Linked DNA regions of Zea mays: region 2 is linked to region 1. A link is a contact called in public Hi-C data. All regions are on one chromosome and are shown on one strand. The core of a region is the stretch at or near the end of the contact, and the rest is flanking DNA. Distances in the headings are between cores, read along the strand shown.

Region 1 (5,312 bases), core at 1,370-3,869:
TAAAGGGTACGTGTTCGTTCATGAATCTTGTGTCAAATATGGTGGCTGCACTGAAATTATGGAAATTTATACCAAATTGCATCAGTGACGTGTTGAACAAGCAGTGCATACAGTTATGACTCTGCCATCCATTTTAATCACATTTTGTTTTTACAGATCTTTCTCATATGATTGTTTGTTTTTTACACTTATTATTATTAGCATAAAAAGGTATTTTAAACTCACAATATACAAGTCAATGGGTGTGAATAGCAATGTTATATATTAAAGGGTGCGATCGTTTGTCACTTGTGAAGGATTACCACTTGTAATGATCGATATGTGGTGAGTTTTTATTCAATCGAACTTGGTAACTTAATAGTTGAGCAGCACAATAGTAAACATGAATAAACACATATCTCCTGCATAGTCTTTGAAAAAAGAATTGAAACAGCAAGCAGATCCAAGAAACCCAAAAATTCTGAAAAATTGTTGCTCCATATATCATGAAGAAAGCTATGCATATGTAGCGATTTTATAGTGAAAAAGGAGGTACAATACCTGCATAGGAGGCGCAACAGAAGCACTTGAATTACTTTTCCATGATGTTGTTCCTGGTGGAGGTGGCTGGCTATTAGGATAGGAGTAGCTAGAAGGGGTGTTAACAGCTAAGTTATCTGTAGTACTGTTCCCAGCAACTGGATTGCTAGAAGCACTTGGCACAGATTGATTGTAATAGTACGGCCACTGGTTATACTGCTGCTGATACGGTAAAGAATTGGCAGGCACTGAAGTAGAGCTCTGTTGTGCATTTGTATCAGATGGTGAGTAGTTCTGGTATGATTGAGCAAAATTATTCCCTGTGCTTCCACCATTCCATGTGTTGTTCTGAAAATAGTAGCTGCTGCTTCCATATCCTGGCACAGTCTGATGATCCCCAGCATTGTAATATGTGTTACTTGTAGGATCAATGTAAGACCCTGAATTTTGAAATGAAGTAAGAGGCTGATAAGCTGCACCTGGATGTTGGTTTGCTCCTTGCTGGACAGAAGAATCATTTGCCGCTTGTGGGTAGCTATAATAATAATTGGCATATTCTACAGGGTTATAGCCATGTTGATCTGAACTAGAGTAAGGTACATGGGAATGAGCTGCGTCTGTTATCCCCATACTCGCCTGGGCAACATGAGGCGCACTGCTTCCTACATTTTGATTCCCTCCTGAAACCGATACATCCCTTTGTGGATCATAATAAACTGTATCTTGGCTAAGTTTGTCCACTGTATTGTTCCATGAAACTGACCCAGTTGCAGAGGACCATGAATGATGACTGGAAGATACAGGAGGATAAGGAGATGGATTTGTCTGTCCCATAGTGACGACCTGCCATTGCAAAATAAAGTGGTCACTCGTAGTATATATACTTTCTAGTTTAAATAGCAATTTCATATAGGTTTAACAGTAGTCAAATTATGAACAGCGAAAAAATCGATGATGTGGATAGACTTCCATAAGATTCCACACAACATGAACTTCAAACAAGTAACCGAAGCATAGTAAGGCCCTCATGACTGTCAAGTCAAATACTGACAGAATAACACATCCGAGAGGTAAAATTGGCACATATACAACTCCTAATTAATTATTTAATCAGTATAGTTCATAAAGATAAACATACCCCCCTCCACTCCTAAAAAATATGGCACAGTAAATTGCATGATCAACCAGGCAAAAGATTTTTCTCTGGCCAAATAATTAGCACATATCAAGCGCTTAGCAACTCCTGATTAGACCATATCCACATCAGAAGTCCACCCATCATAATCCGTGGAAATTAACTGGAACCTAAGCATAAACTAAACTTACAGTAACCAAAAAAACAAAAAACATGTTTCGAGTCACATCGGTACCTCAGCGTGCGGGGCGTCAGATCCAGCGGCCGCCCCGATGCCGTGGCTCGCCATCCTCCTGGAGCTCCAACCCTAAGCACCAGTCAACCACCACAGCCGCCGCCACACTCTCGCGATTCGACCCGCGTAGAGGAGGGGGAAATGATCAGATGCGTCAAAGGAACCAGAAGCAGAGGAGAAATTTGGGGGCGAGCAGCGAATCGCGTGCGTAAAGCCGTCCGTCGATTTTTTTTTTAATTGACTGGGAAAGTTTTTCCCTCCGCAGAAAGCGAGAAGAGGGGCGAAGGACAAGCAAAAGGAGTCCCTGCCCCTTTCGGGCGCGTTGCCGGTTGGGTTCGGGTGTCGTCAACGGCCTGCGGCGCCCGCGTCGGAGCGGAGTGTCACAGTTGCGGTGCGTGGAGGGAGTAGGAAGGCCGGAAGGGAGGGAAGTGGCCCGGGAATGCGTCGGAAGCTCGGCCGGGGATGGCTTAGTTCGTCGAGAGGGAGGGCGAGGCCGACGACGCGGCGGCGTAGAGTGTGAGCGTTAGGGGAAACGGGCTGAGGAGGTGCCGACCACCGAGGGCTGCGACTGGCGGCCGCCTTAGTTCTCAGGCGAGATGGGCGGAGACAGCCGGCGAATACGGTGGCGAACAAGGGTAGGAACATATCAGATGTACATGGTCGTGATTTCGTAGGACCGTTTTAATTAGAACATATCTCCAACTAGAAGTCCTGTATTTAAGTCATCAAAATTAAAATAGTGCCTCATTTAAAATGTTTAATGCCATAAAAAGTTTACATCTCTAATAATTGAGCCCTATATCATATTATTAAGAATTAGATCACGTTATTTAAAAAATAAATTGTTAGAAATAGTGTACGGAATAAGGATAGGGCTCCAGTATATGAAGTACTATATTTATGACCTGAGAGACCGAGTTCTACAATCGTTCGATGAATTTTTGTAAAATAGGGTCTCTGTTGGAGCATGTTTTTGTTGTTAAAGTCCTATTGTTGACGCCTTTTTCGGACGCCAAACATTAACAAGAACCGGCGGCGGTGCCCTCTGCACAGGGGCAGACGGTCCGCGGCCAGGAACCGTACGGTCCGCGACCTGGCGTAGGGCTAGGGTTCCCTGCCTGACGGGTCGGACGGTCTGCGCTCTGGGGCCGGATGGTCCGCGCGTGCGCAGGAGCGGTGAAGGTCACCGGCGGCACCTGGATCTCGCTGCCGGGAGGGACCCCGTCGGGGAGGAGAGATCATAGGGGTTGTCTAGGCTCGGCAGGCCGACCTAGACTCCTCTAATCGACGTAGAGTCGAAGAGAAGCAGAGAATTTGGGGATTGGGATACTAAACTAGAACTAAATTAGAGCTAAACTAGAACTACTCCTAATGCATAAGGTAAAAACGAGAAATAGACTTAATTTGATTGATTGTTGGGTGGTTCAATCGGTCGTAGCCCTTCATCTATATAAAGGGGAGGTCTGGATCCGCTTCAAACTGTTTCCCGAGTTAATCCCGCGGTTTTAGGTAACAAATCTTGCGAGAAACTAGGAACTCTAACTGACTCTGCGCACGCGCGGACCGTCCGCGCCACCACCGCGGACTGTCCGGACCGCGGATCGTCCGACCTCAGGGTCGGACCGTCCGCTAGGCTTTTTTGGTGTCCAACATATGCCCCCTGCCTTTTGGTGAAAGTTGACGAACCAAAAGCATATGAACTAAACCTGATGTAAGTCACCAGCTTTTCAATATGGAAATCATTCAATAAAGCACCAATGTATAAAGGCTGTTTTGGATTGTATCTTTTTTGGCCATGACCATTTGATCAATGGATCAAAATGAATAGAATGGAGGTGCCCCCCAGCCTGGATAGACAAAGAGACTATAAATGTACCATGGATTCATCGTTGTTCCATTCCACATTTGAGTAGGATAATATACCGACGATGAATAAACGGGTGAAAAGTACTCTGGTCTCATAGGATGAACAGGCGATGCTTGCCGCGTCGCCTTTTGGGTCGTTTTTCGGCCGTTTCGTTTTAGCAGGTGACCGGGGTTTTTCCGTTGACCGATCACGTGGAACAGTCTTTTTGCTAGCATTTTTGGAGAGCAACTGATCAAAAGTAGAGTCGGCTTTGATCAGCCGACTATATGTGTTTTGCCCTTGCGTCTCTTTCCTTGCTTCGTGTAGAGGCTGACGCCTTCGGTCATAGGTGGATTGTCCGGCTGGGTTAGCCGGACCGTTTGTCTGAGCACCGGATCGTCCGCACGTAGGTGCGAGACCATCTGCGATGCTCGGGCCAGGCTGATGTGTTTGGTTCATTAATTGTGCCTGCCCCCCGGCGCCTTCGGACTTTTTAGCCTCCTCGACCGAAGCCTTTCGAGCAATTGACATGCGAGGATCGCCAATGACAATGCCCTTGCCTTTGCCTTTATCGGCCATTTTGGGCCGAACCAAGACCTTTTTGCATGTGAGTTCTATTTTATTAACAGGAAAAGGTTGTGTGTCTACTTGCATCTCCTGAAAAGCCAATCGGCCCTCATTTATGGCTGATTGTATCTATCGACGAAAAACATTACAATCATTGGTGGCATGAGAAAAAAATTATGTCACTTACAATAAGCACGCCTTTTTAATTCATCAGGAGGAGGAATAGTATGAGTTAATTTAATGTTGTCATTTTTTAGTAATTCGTCAAATATTTTATCGCATTCGGCAACATTAAAAGTAAACTTAACTTCTTCTTGTCGATTCTTTTGAATCGACTGTAAAGCAGAACATGCTGAAGGTTTAGCCTGTCCTGGCCAAACCAGTTCGCTGGTGTATACATCCGTGGATTCATCGTCCGAATTATCGTATCCCACTAGATACATCTTATGGCTAGCCGATTTTGATGTTTCCTTACTTTGGCTTTCACATGTCATAGCCCGCTGGTGCAAGTGTACTAGCGAAAAGAATTGGGTGTCATCTAATTTTTCTTTTAAGTAGGGTCGCAACCCATTGAAAGCTAGCCCTGTTAGTTGTCTTTCTGCGACATGGATCTGAAAGCATCGGTTTCTAGTGTCCCGGAACCTCCGGATATAGTCATTAACCGATTCTTCAGGCCCCTGTCGGACTGAAGCTAAGTCAGCCAATTCTAATTCATGTTCTCCTGAGAAGAAGTGTTCATGAAATTTCCGCTCTAATTCTTCCCAAGAGTTAATAGAGTTTGGTGGCAAAGTTGCGTACCATACGAATGCAGTATCAGTAAGGGACAACGAGAATAAACGAACGCGGTAGGCTTCCCCATCAGCCAATTCTCCCAAGTGTGCTATGAATTGGCTACCAGAAAATTTAGAGAAAGAAAATTTAGAGAAGTCTGGTATTCTAGTTCCCTGTGGATATGGCACGGTGTCGAATCGGTGGCTATAAGGCTTCCGATACGATTGCCCTGTACCTGA
Region 2 (5,312 bases), core at 1,620-4,119, 250 kb after region 1:
CGGGCGAGGCAGAGACCACCTTGCGAGGTCGAGGTTGAGGTCGAGCCCTGGGGTAGGGCGAGGCGGAGACCTCCTTCCGAGGCTGAGGCCTAAGGTCGGGCGAGGCGGAGCTTCCTGTTGCGCCTGAGGCTGAACTTGCTGTTGTCAGCCTCACCCTGGTGGGCGGCACAACAGTCAGAGCGGGGCGAGCGGCGCTGTTTTCCTGTTAGGTCGGTCAGCGAAAGGGTGAAGTGACTGCGGTCACTTCGACCTTGCCGACTGAGGCGCGTGTGTCAGGATAAGGTGTCAGACGATCCTCGCATTGAATGCGCCTGCGATACGGTCGGTTGGAGAGGCGATTTGGCCAAGGTTGCTTCTCGACGAAGCCTGCCCGAGTTGGGCCTCGGGCGCGCCGAGGGTGCGCCCACTGCCTGAGGAGTCCCTCGGGCGAGACGTAACTTCGTCCGGGACTACAGTTCCCGCCCGAGGCTGGGCTCGGGCGAGGCGAGATCGCGTCCCTTGGGTAGACGAAGCCTTGACCTGAATCGTGCCCATCAGTTTCTGTAGCTTGTGCTGATGGTGGTTACCAGCCGTGTTTAGGAGTGTTGGGGGTACCCCTAATTACGGTACCCGACAATAAGAAACCCATAAACCAGACACGGCTTCTCTCCTCCCATTTACGTCCTCCCATGCATACTCCCACCACGTGGCTGCTTTCTATTGGTCCTTCTTTATCTCTTTGACTTAGCCGAAGAAATATAATTAGCGGAAGCTGTGGCACATATTTTTGGTATTAAAACAATCGGGGCCTCTAACTTCCAGATCAATTTTGTAAGGGTGAGAGACTCTAAATTGTGGAGATTCCTCACAAAGGAAGAAAGTTGTGGTACTCAAGTTTGATCTTTGGATCGCTTGAGAGGGATTGAGTGCAATCCTTGACCGAAGGAGGTCACCACAACGTGGAGTAGGCATTGCCGAACCTCGGGATAAAATCACCATGTCACTTGTGCATTTCTTTAGTGTGATTGTTTTCTTCCATAGAGTTCTCAGATATTCACTTGTGTTATTGTTCCTATGTTTAATATATATCTTAAAGAAACAATCAAGTGAAGAGTTCTCTTCTCTCTACCTGTATTCATATCAACTTGGTTTTAATCCTACTAACATTCATTATAAACCAAGTTTGTCTTGTTTAGAGTTAATTTTCGCAGGATCACCTATTCACCCCCTTATGTGCTCTCAATTTCGATAAAAACCGTCCAAAAACCGCTAATCGGAGCAGTTTGAATTTTTCAAATTTGAAATCCAATTATGCGTTTTCTCACCAAAACCCGTTGCTTCCGACCGGTTTTTACTAAAAGCATATCAAGAAACCGGTCATTCTTACCAAGAAATCGGTTTTCCAATTTTTCGACTGATTTACATTTCAGATTTAAATAAAACAGTTTATCGGATTTCTCGACAACAAATTGTTGCCTTTTACCGGTTTCAGTTTTTGATAATTTTTTCTATTTTTAAACCATGAACGAATTTAAAAAACACTGGAAAAACGTTATAGGTTCGCTAGTTTTTTTAGCAGTTTTGTAAACCGCATCACGTCCCCGACCCTCTGCACCTAGCTGGGCAAAGAAGCCCGGTTATAATTTGGCAGTTTACCAAAACTGGGCTAAGCCAAAATTTGCCTAAGTTTTGGTGTTCGGTTTGTGGCCAAAATGCATTAGGACTAAGCTAAATTTTGGCAGCCAATTTGTAGGCCTTAGTTTTGGCCAAAAATTGGCAAGGTTTTCCAAAAATTTGTAGGCATAGCTAAAATTTGACCTACAACCAAATACCAACCAAAATAGCTTGGCAATGCCTTGGCATGACACCCTTGGCCTACATCCAAACACATCGTAGTCCACAGGCACATGCGAGAAAACACCACCACCGTGGCGCCCGCCTCGTGTGCCAGCGTCCAGCCACATGCGCCGTGCAGCAACACAACCGACCGCACCCGGGCCACGCCCGGGAAACCCCATAAACCGGACGCGGCTTCTCTCCTCCCATTTACATCCTCCCATGCATACTCCCACCACGTGGCTGCTTTCTATTGGTCCTTCTTTATCTCTCTGACTTAGGCGAAGAAATATAATTAGCGGAAGCTGTGGCACATATTTGTAGTATTAAAACAATCGAGGCCTCTAACTTCGAGATCACTCATCATAAAAAAATCATAATTTTAGCTAAGGATTGAGCAAATCAGTCAACAACTACCTCCAAAATCTAGATCCCACCATGAAAAAACAGCAGGCTTGCGGCGACCTCCAGACATTACGCCTTGTTACTGGGCCCGTGGAGCACTTCGACCATGCGCGACTTGACGAAGCTGGAGGCGCAAGCAATGGAGGTCAGAGATGGGCATTGCGAGCATGTGTTTGACAGCGAGCAGCGGCGCGGGCACCCACTTCGGTTTCTTTGACGAAGGCCATGGCGGACCTGCCTTCGATTGTTGCTGGCCGTGGGGCAGCATCTGATGGAGCAACAACTCTGATACTATGAGCGAGCTGCGAGCCTGTGTGGATAGGGGAACAGGGAGCCGACGTAGCTTCTCTCCTCTTGGAGCAGCTGGGAGCCGAGGAGAAAGGTTGTACGTACCGCTTCCGCTAATTATATTTTTTGTAATGAGTGATCTGGATGTTGGAGGTGCCTAATTGTTTTAATGTTGAAAAATATGTGACACGACTATTATATTTCTTCGGCTGAGTCGGAGAGAGATAAAAAAGGACCAATAGAAAGCAGCCACAAGGTTGGAGTATGCATAGGAGGAGAGAAGCCGCGTCCCCCGCTTCTCGCGCCCGGCCATCTGCAACGCCAGCCGCGGGCGTCGCGCCCAGCCACCCGCCCGTGAACCACCACCAGCATAGCCTGGCCATGGCAACCGCACCGCATGAAAGGAACCACACCCATCCCCTCCCTATTTTGCCATGCCACTCCCCGCCACCGACCCTACCTCCCCCGGCCCTCTTCTCTTCCCCGGGCCCCCCACGGCTCGGCCTGACGCCACCACGATTTTCTCCGCACGGCGCACCCTCGCCGCGTCTCCGCTCCACCCACCACGTTGCGGCAAGGGTGCGGCCTACGACGCGGAGTAGGAAGAGGAGGGAGAAAGGGAGGCCGTGACGCCGGCTGGCTATGCTGCAGCGTGCGGCTAGCAACGCCTACTCCTGGTGGTGGGCATCACACATCCGCACCACCCAGTCCAAGTGGCTTGAAATAACTGTCGTTGGTAAGCATCCCATTTATTCACCCCTGTCGTATGACGAGTTCGTATTGCACATTGCCCAATGATTGGTTGATTTTTTTTTTCCTTTCTTTTGTTGTGCAGAGATGGAGGACAGAGTAAAGGCCATGCTCAACCTCATTGGGGCCGATGGCGATTCGTTCAGCAAGAAGGCAGAGCTCTATTTCAAAAGCCGGCCAGAGCTCATCAATCACGTGGAGGAGATGTTCAGATCCTATCAGGCCCTTGCCGACAGATATGACCGGATATCCAGTGAGCTGCACAAGGCCAACCACACCATTGCCACCGTGTTTCCGGATCAGGTGCAGTTCTCAATGGAAGAGGGGGATAGTGAGGGGTTTTCTAAGGCAATAGGTGGGATTGATCTCAGCAACTTCAAGTTCCCTGCACTGGAAGGCTTGTCCGTGGGCTCAGGCTCACAGAGCGCAAACAGGGGCACCAGTCCGGTCCCCAAGAGGGGGGCCCAGGCACACCGGAAGGTCACCCCCAACATGACCAAGGAGAAGGCACAGGAGGAGATAGACAAGCTGCAGAAACAGATCCTGGCATTACAGACTGAGAAAGAGTTCTTGAAGACCTCTTACGACAGCGCACTAGGAAAGTATCTAGACATTGAGAAACAGGTGGCCCAATTGCAGGATGAGGTCTGCAATTTGCAGGATGCTTTCAGCACCGGTGTAGCCATTGAAGACAATGAAGCTCGGGCATTGATGGCTGCACAAGCCATTATGTCATGTGAGGATACGTTGGTGAATTTACAGGACCAGAAAAACAAATTGACTGAAGAGGCGGAGGTGGAGCTCCGACGAGCCAATGAGGCAATTGAAAAGCTGAAAACCTTCAAGAACGAATGTGGACTGCCTCATGTGCAAATGGATGGGCATGATCACCATGAAATAGAACTGGTCCATGCACTGCCCTTCGAGGATTCTGATGATTCTGCGCTGAATGGAAGCAGGCTTGACCTCCAGGAAATATGTCAAAGAGTCAAAGAAATAATTGAATCTTACCCTGAGCTATCAGTTGCGGAATTAGCAGATAAAGTTGACCGACTTGTGGAAAAGGTGATCAGCCTTGAACTTGCCACTACTTCACAGAATGCTCAGATCGATAGAATGAAGACTGAGATAGATGGCCTTCACGAGCGCCTGCATGCTTTGGAGCAAGACAAGGTGGCTTTGGTTGTTGATTCTAGTAACTTGGCTGACGGGTTGAGGAAAGTTGAAGAAATGCTGCAAGAAGTACAACAAATTTGGAAGTCCGTACAAAATGGTTTCGAGAACATTTGTAAACAAATGACTGAAGCCGCCCATGAACTAACTGAATTCGTCGAAACATTACATGCTCCTGAGCAAGAAAGCAGTGACTTCGTGGATTCATCGCGAGACTCCAAACACGATACTTCTCTGGAAGATTACTCGGGACTAACAAGTCTGTCTGTGCAAAACGAGCCATCCAAATCTTTACATGACACTACAAATGAAACTGATAAACATGAAGAAACCTTAGAAGATCAAGCCCAAAAAGAGCTAGTTCCAAAAGAATCTGAAGTTGAGGGTAAGATTCTATTAGAAGACTATGCATCTGTACTTCAGAGCTACAAAGATACAGAGCAGAAGCTTTCAGAAATTGAGAAGATAAATAAAGATTACCATCTTGAGGCAATGTCAGAACTGAAGGAACTTAAGAGTGCCAATGCAACAAAAGATGAGGAGATCCACTCGCTTAGGCGCATGCTACGTTCTTTGCGGAAAAAGATGAGTGCTTCTATTATTGAGAGTATAGAGAAGGCAGAAGAAACATCCAAGATAAGCAGCAGTCCTACTACAGAAGACATAGAGATTGCCAAGTCAGAAGAAACATCCAAGATAAGCGCCACTCCAAGTACAGAAGACAAAGAGATTGCTGAGATAGAGGAATACATTAAGCAATGGCAAATTAATGACTCACTGGCTTCTTCGGTTGCAGAGGAGAAATTTAGAGCAGAAATTGATAGGGTATTAGGGGAGAACTTGGACTTCTGGTTGAGATTTAGCACATCATATCATCAAAT

Evidence for each region. A called contact is a pair of places that touch in the nucleus more often than the background predicts.
Region 2: a contact with region 1 is called in a Hi-C map of leaf, with 6 times the contacts expected there. The contact joins the promoter of LOC103635773 here to the promoter of LOC103635767 in region 1. A contact is called at or near these places in 3 of 25 Hi-C or Micro-C datasets (ear, leaf and tassel).

The regions. Positions count from the first base shown.
Region 1 is chr8:119,860,068-119,865,379 of Zm-B73-REFERENCE-NAM-5.0, forward strand. LOC103635767 (SAC3 family protein A) reads right to left here and starts at 2,620. Exons shown (of 13, transcript XM_008658145.3): 1 at 1,890-2,620; 2 at 541-1,362. The coding sequence starts at 1,943.
Region 2 is chr8:120,112,325-120,117,636 of Zm-B73-REFERENCE-NAM-5.0, forward strand. It overlaps LOC103635773 (protein NETWORKED 2A), which reads left to right and starts at 2,870. Exons shown (of 2, transcript XM_008658153.4): 1 at 2,870-3,244; 2 at 3,344-5,312. The coding sequence starts at 3,151.